Linked DNA regions of Mus musculus: region 1 is linked to region 2. A link is a contact called in public Hi-C data. All regions are on one chromosome and are shown on one strand. The core of a region is the stretch at or near the end of the contact, and the rest is flanking DNA. Distances in the headings are between cores, read along the strand shown. Region 1 overlaps Tln2 (talin 2). Region 2 overlaps Tln2 (talin 2).

What was found. A called contact is a pair of places that touch in the nucleus more often than the background predicts.
Region 1: a contact with region 2 is called in a Hi-C map of uterus, with 2.1 times the contacts expected there. The contact joins two enhancer-like sites. A contact is called at or near these places in 2 of 484 Hi-C or Micro-C datasets (nephron progenitors and uterus), 1 of 115 datasets of contacts at active chromatin or transcription factors (cardiomyocytes) and 1 of 9 other capture datasets (pancreatic islet).

Annotation. Positions count from the first base shown.
Region 1 is chr9:67,548,652-67,551,351 of GRCm38.p6, reverse strand. The region is part of intron 1 of Tln2 (talin 2); the gene reads left to right. Among named protein-coding and RNA genes, the nearest start is that of Tln2, 9.7 kb to the left of the region's middle. Within about 2 kb of position 1,356, at least 86 of the 459 cell types and tissues checked have an H3K27ac peak or open chromatin away from gene starts, as enhancers often do. A contact at or near this core is called in uterus, where this site is marked.
Region 2 is chr9:67,378,861-67,381,560 of GRCm38.p6, reverse strand. The region is part of intron 8 of Tln2 (talin 2); the gene reads left to right. Among named protein-coding and RNA genes, the nearest start is that of Mir190a, 140 kb to the right of the region's middle. Within about 2 kb of position 1,325, at least 23 of the 459 cell types and tissues checked have an H3K27ac peak or open chromatin away from gene starts, as enhancers often do. A contact at or near this core is called in uterus, where this site is marked.

The sequences.
Region 1 (2,700 bases), core at 107-2,606, 170 kb before region 2:
AAATAGGTTATATAGTAAGACCCTGATTCCATTCTACTATAACTCTACCAGAGTGTGGTATAAGACATACTGTTTTTATACCAGTAAATGTGTTCCCAGTCACCCAGTCTCACATTCCTGATTAACTTTGTTTGTTTTGAAACAGGGTCTTTCCTTGTTGTCTTGGAACTCTATGTAGACTGGGCTAGCCTTGATCCTCCTGCCTCTGCCTCCCAAATGCTGGAATCAAAGGCTTGTGCCACTACACTGGCTGGACCTTGTGGTTATAGTTTTAACCTTCTCTAACTCCTTCTTTCTTTTGTTTAGTACTGCAACTAACTTCTTTAAAATGATGCTTTTTAAAGCCTGAGATGGTTACGTCTGTAGAATTTCATTCAGGGTCAGAAGAATAGTTTTTAAAATTTCCTGTTAAAAATATAAAGTGTTCCAAGATACGGTGGTACATGCCTTTCATTCTAACACTCAAGAGGTAGAGGCAGGTGGATCTCTGTGAGTTCAAAGCCAGATGGGTGAGTTCCAGGCCAACCAGGGCTACATAGTAAGACACTCCAAAACCAAACCCCAACAAAATATAAAATGTACATCTTTAACCAGGAGGACTTTCAGTAGCATAGAAGATTACTAATATTAAAACCATCTAAGCCGGGCATGGTGGTGCACGCCTTTAATCACAGCACTTGGGAGGCAGAGGCAGGAGGATTTCTGAGTTTGAGGCCAGCCTGGTCTACCGAGTGAGTTCCAGGGCAGTCAGGGCTACACAGAGAAACCCTGTCTCGAAAAAACCAAAAGGAAAAAAAAAAAAGTTATTTTCAAAACGAAATGTGAAAAGTCTAAAATTGTTAGCAGTTTTGGTGTGTGTGTGTGTGTGTGTGTGTGTGTGTGTGTGTGTGTGTGTGTGCGCGCGCGCGCGCCCACGCATTTTAATTGCATATGTGTATGCATGCCCTTCCTAAAAAGTTATCTAGCCAGAAACCTGGGGCCAAGAAGCTTTTTGTGGTCTTGTGGTTCAGCCTCCTAGACTTGCCCAGCCCTTTCCTGCAAGCTCTGCTCCCCTGAGGTTTGGTGGTCTTTGCTTCTGAGAGATGCTTGCATACTAACTAGGCTCAGACCTGGGAGGGGAAGTAAGTTGAGTGTGAAGCTTCTCCTGTCCTTACCCACAGAGGCCTGGCCTTCTCTCTGTGTGGCCCAGTTTTCCTCCCTCCATTCTGCCTTGGGGAGACACTCCTGCAAATGCTTGCTGTGCCCTTGCTGGTCTCTAACATTTGCTGGAAGCACATTTCTCCAAGGCATTGTCAGACTGCATTGCTCCTCCGCAGGCCTCTGTGACAGATCCCATATTTAACAGGAATGATGACACTCCAGGGGATGAGCCTCCTTGGCCTGACTAACCCCCAGCAGGCTGCTTCCTGCCTTGTTCCCTGTGCTCTCTCTGGTCCATCCTTGTTATCAATATCCTTAGAATAGACCAGAACTATTCCTAGCTCAAGTTCTGGCTTATTCATGCCATTTTCTTTAAAAGTGGTGCTACCTTCTCTGGATTGCTCTCCTGGGGGACTCTGCTGTGGGCCTGTGGGCCTGGGCTTTAAAGTGAATGGAAAGCTGGGCTGTCAGAAATAATGGTTTCTCTTTTCTTCTAGGGTTGCCTTGACCTCCCTCTGTAGGAGCTGTTTCTTGCCAGATGTTAGTAGAACAAAGAAGTGGGCGTTCCAAATAGGCTCCGCCCTAACAAGCCCTGTTGACAAAAGCCTCCAGGCTTTGGCAAGGTCTTATTTGTGCTACAGCATAGTAGTCAGGACAGAAGCTGTCCCACCCAGATGTTGTGTTCCATGGAACTATTTCTGTGATAAAAATACCCTCCCTTCTCCGAGCAGAAGCAATGACTTCAGTATCTCCTGCTGAGTAGCCGAGCAAGCCCAGCACCCCTGAGCTGCATTTGGCACTGTGTCCTTTGGCCAGCTGTGTGGCTCCCAAGAGACAAGTGTAGTTGTATGGAGAAGATGTGAGGGAGAGAATGACCTGGGGGAGGGAGGGAGGACGTGATCTTTAAGCAGCTGCTGAACTCTGAGCTAGCTTGAGCCTAATAACAGTGAGCCCCAGGTCCCCTGACCTCAAGCGCTATCACTTAGGGGCCATTTACTTTATTTAAACATAAGTCTTATTTTTTTTTATTTTGTGAATGTTCACACGCATACCTCACGGTTCATTGTAGAGGTCAGAGGATAACTTTCCTCTGTTCCCTTGTTGGATCCAGAAATCAAACTCAGGTTGGCTGGCCTGCCCCGCATGTTCTTTCACACACTGAGCCATCGCACCAGCACCGCTAGCTTATTTTTTTTGAGATGGGGGTCACTTCTCTGGGACCTGGGGCTCAGTGTTATTAGGTTATTCTAGTTGGCCAGCAGGCCTCAGGATCCTCTTGTCTATGTCACCATGCTTGGCCTTTACTTGGCCTTGAGGTCCTCTTGTGTGCACAGCAAGACTTTTACCAAATGAGCCGTCTCCCCACACCACACTTCATTTTTATTTCTAAAAAGAAAGATCTCAGGGTTCTAGAAGCAAAACATGTAAAACAGGGGAAACAAGCAAACCCAGCCCACACAGAGCACATTCATCTCGGGAGCTAATTTTCTGTACAGAGCTTGGGGTCCAGGAGTCTCATCTTTTTCTAGTGGTGTCTCATGGAGGGATGCTATGATCAAC
Region 2 (2,700 bases), core at 76-2,575:
CTTTTTCACAATGTAGTTGTTTTTATTTTGTGTGTGGATGTTTTACATATGTGTGTGTGTGTGTATACACATACATATATGTATATGTGTTTATATATATATATATATATATATATATATATATATATATATATACACATACATACATACATACATACATACACACACATATAAACTGAGAGCTGTTATTTAGATGCTGGGAATTGACATCCCCCCCAGTCCTCCACAAGAGCAGAAAGTGCCTTGACTACTCAGCCATCTCTCCTACCTCAAGCAATCCTGAAAGTTGAAAAAGCCACAAGGTATCACATTTCAGAATGTATGAAAATACAAGTGACTTTTCAGAGGAAACAGGGCATCCCAAAATATGCTTCTTTATGTTTAAGACTACATCCACAAAGAGAGACCGGATGAATTATTATTCATAGATACATGAAGGCATAAGACTATGATAAAATATTCGTGAGAACAAATGCCAAGAAAGTAGCTACTGTTAGAAATACCGAAAAGGAACCAGATTTGATGGCACATGCCTGCAAACCCATGACTCAGAAGGTTGAGGCGGGAAGATTAGAAGTCCAAGGTCACTCTTAGCTACCTAGTGAGCTTTGGGCTACATGAGACCCTGTCTTAAAAAAGAGATGGCTCAGTGGTTAAGGATGCTTGCTGTACAACACAAGGACCTGAGTTCACCATGTGGCCACCCTAGCCAATAACCAAGAGCAGTGTTAGAGGCAGGGAACAGAGGCAGGAGGATACCCGGGAACCTGCTGTCTGTCAGTCTAGCTCAGGCTTGTTATCAGCAGAATAAAGTAGAGGATGGTAGAGTGGGACATCCATGTGCATGTGCCACAGTGGCACACACAGACACACACAACAAAGCAAACGTGGTACCATTAACACGGACCTCTTCATGGTGAGGGTATAGATTCCACAATTAACATCACTTTTCAAAACATAGTTGCAGTAGTCCGGCTTTGAGATGGGAGCCTGGCGTACTCACAGTTGGCAAAGGTGAAACAAGGTGTTCATGCCAGGCAAAAAGGGTCTCTGCATCTGTGTGAAGGTAGTGCCCGTTGGTGGAGGGAAGGGTGGGCAGGTAGGTAAGAGGCAAAGGAAGCCTCAGATTCATGCTTTCTGGCCAGCCTCTGTTCCCTGTGTGGCCGTTCCAGGCAAGTATTTACTGAGAAAACAAAGCAACCCAAGACATGAATCTGTGCTCTGAAAGAATTCGGAGTGTACTTGGACATTTTCCCCCACAAACTCTAGATAATTCTACTGTCAACAAGCAAAGCTCTCGGCACAGTAGGAGGCCTCGAGTCAGTTTTAAAACTGTCAGCAGTTCAAATAGTACTTCCCCCTTCAGAGCTGGTGTGCTTTTGTAGAATCTTTGGCTAGAATCTGTGTTTCCAAACTAACCAGGAAGGTGGCCTTTCAACCTAGGCTCTTCTTCAGCTCTGCCTTGCTCTCTGCCTCACTACGTTGAAAGTAAAATGCAGGAAGAGACACTTGTCTGCTCCAGTGTTTCCTTGTTTCTGTTTGTTGGGTTGATGTTTTGTAATTCCTGTTCTGTGAATCTCACAGCTCAGAGCTCTCCTGCCAGGGTGGTTTAAATGATGGTTTAATGCTGTTTGTTCCTGGCCCAGCCTGCTAGGGGCCCTATTTATCTGCCTGATGATTTCCAAACTCAGGATCACAGCAAACCAGCATGATCTGTATTGCCACAAGTTCCAGGGCACTGGCCTGGGCTGCTTTTAAAGGGTGTTTGGACTAGTTTGGGACCACAGAACAATACCGACAGTGGCCTAGATCTTAAGGCCCAGTGCCTGTGCTTCTTCCTGGCTGCAATGATCAATGGATCCCTTCCACACTTAAGGGATTAATTGCCCATGTACTGAACTTAGCAAGGGTGGTCTTTAAGATGCCATGCTGCCATTAGGGCCATGCATATGTGGCCTCAGGATACAATCAGGGCCCTTATAAAGATGAAGTATTTGATAGTGTTTTTATCACCTGGGTAAAGACTCATTGTCCCTCCACTCTGAAGGGGGCAGCCCTCCCCAGATGACTGAATATAAAATCACCTTGACGTCACACACCCTGGGCTGAAGAACTATGAGACACAACTTCCTGCTCTTTGTAAATGAGCCAGGCTATCACGTTGTGGATGGGCTGTGTGTCTTCCTCATCCTCATCTTAGGACAGTCACTTTTTGTGACCACTCCAGGCATTCCCAGTCATCCAGGACTTCCTTCAAGCCATGGCCATTCCGCAAACCACCAGAGCTTACCCAGGACTCTCAGTCACACAGACATTGTGATCTTGGAACCTGGAGTCAAGTCCAAGTCCTTCTGGTTTGTAATTTGAGCTTCTTGACCACAGCTTGTGGTTCCTCTGTCTCTCTCAGAACCAGGGCGTGCTGGCATATGCCACTGAGCTCTCCATTGGGCCTTTTAAGCAGGTCTGGGCAAAGCCGAACATTGATGTTTCTAGCAGGGTACTGGTTAATGCTGATGATGCTGGTCCAGAGACCACACTCAGAGAAGCTCTAGAATACCAGCTAGAGATGGGGGTGTGATTATTTGCTGAGTCAGCATTAAAACAGAGGTGAAAGCAAAACTTGACTCCCAGTGTCCTTTGGTGGCATTGTCACTACCGCATGTCTGCCACTCCTCCACCCCTGTAACCTCTGCCTGGTGG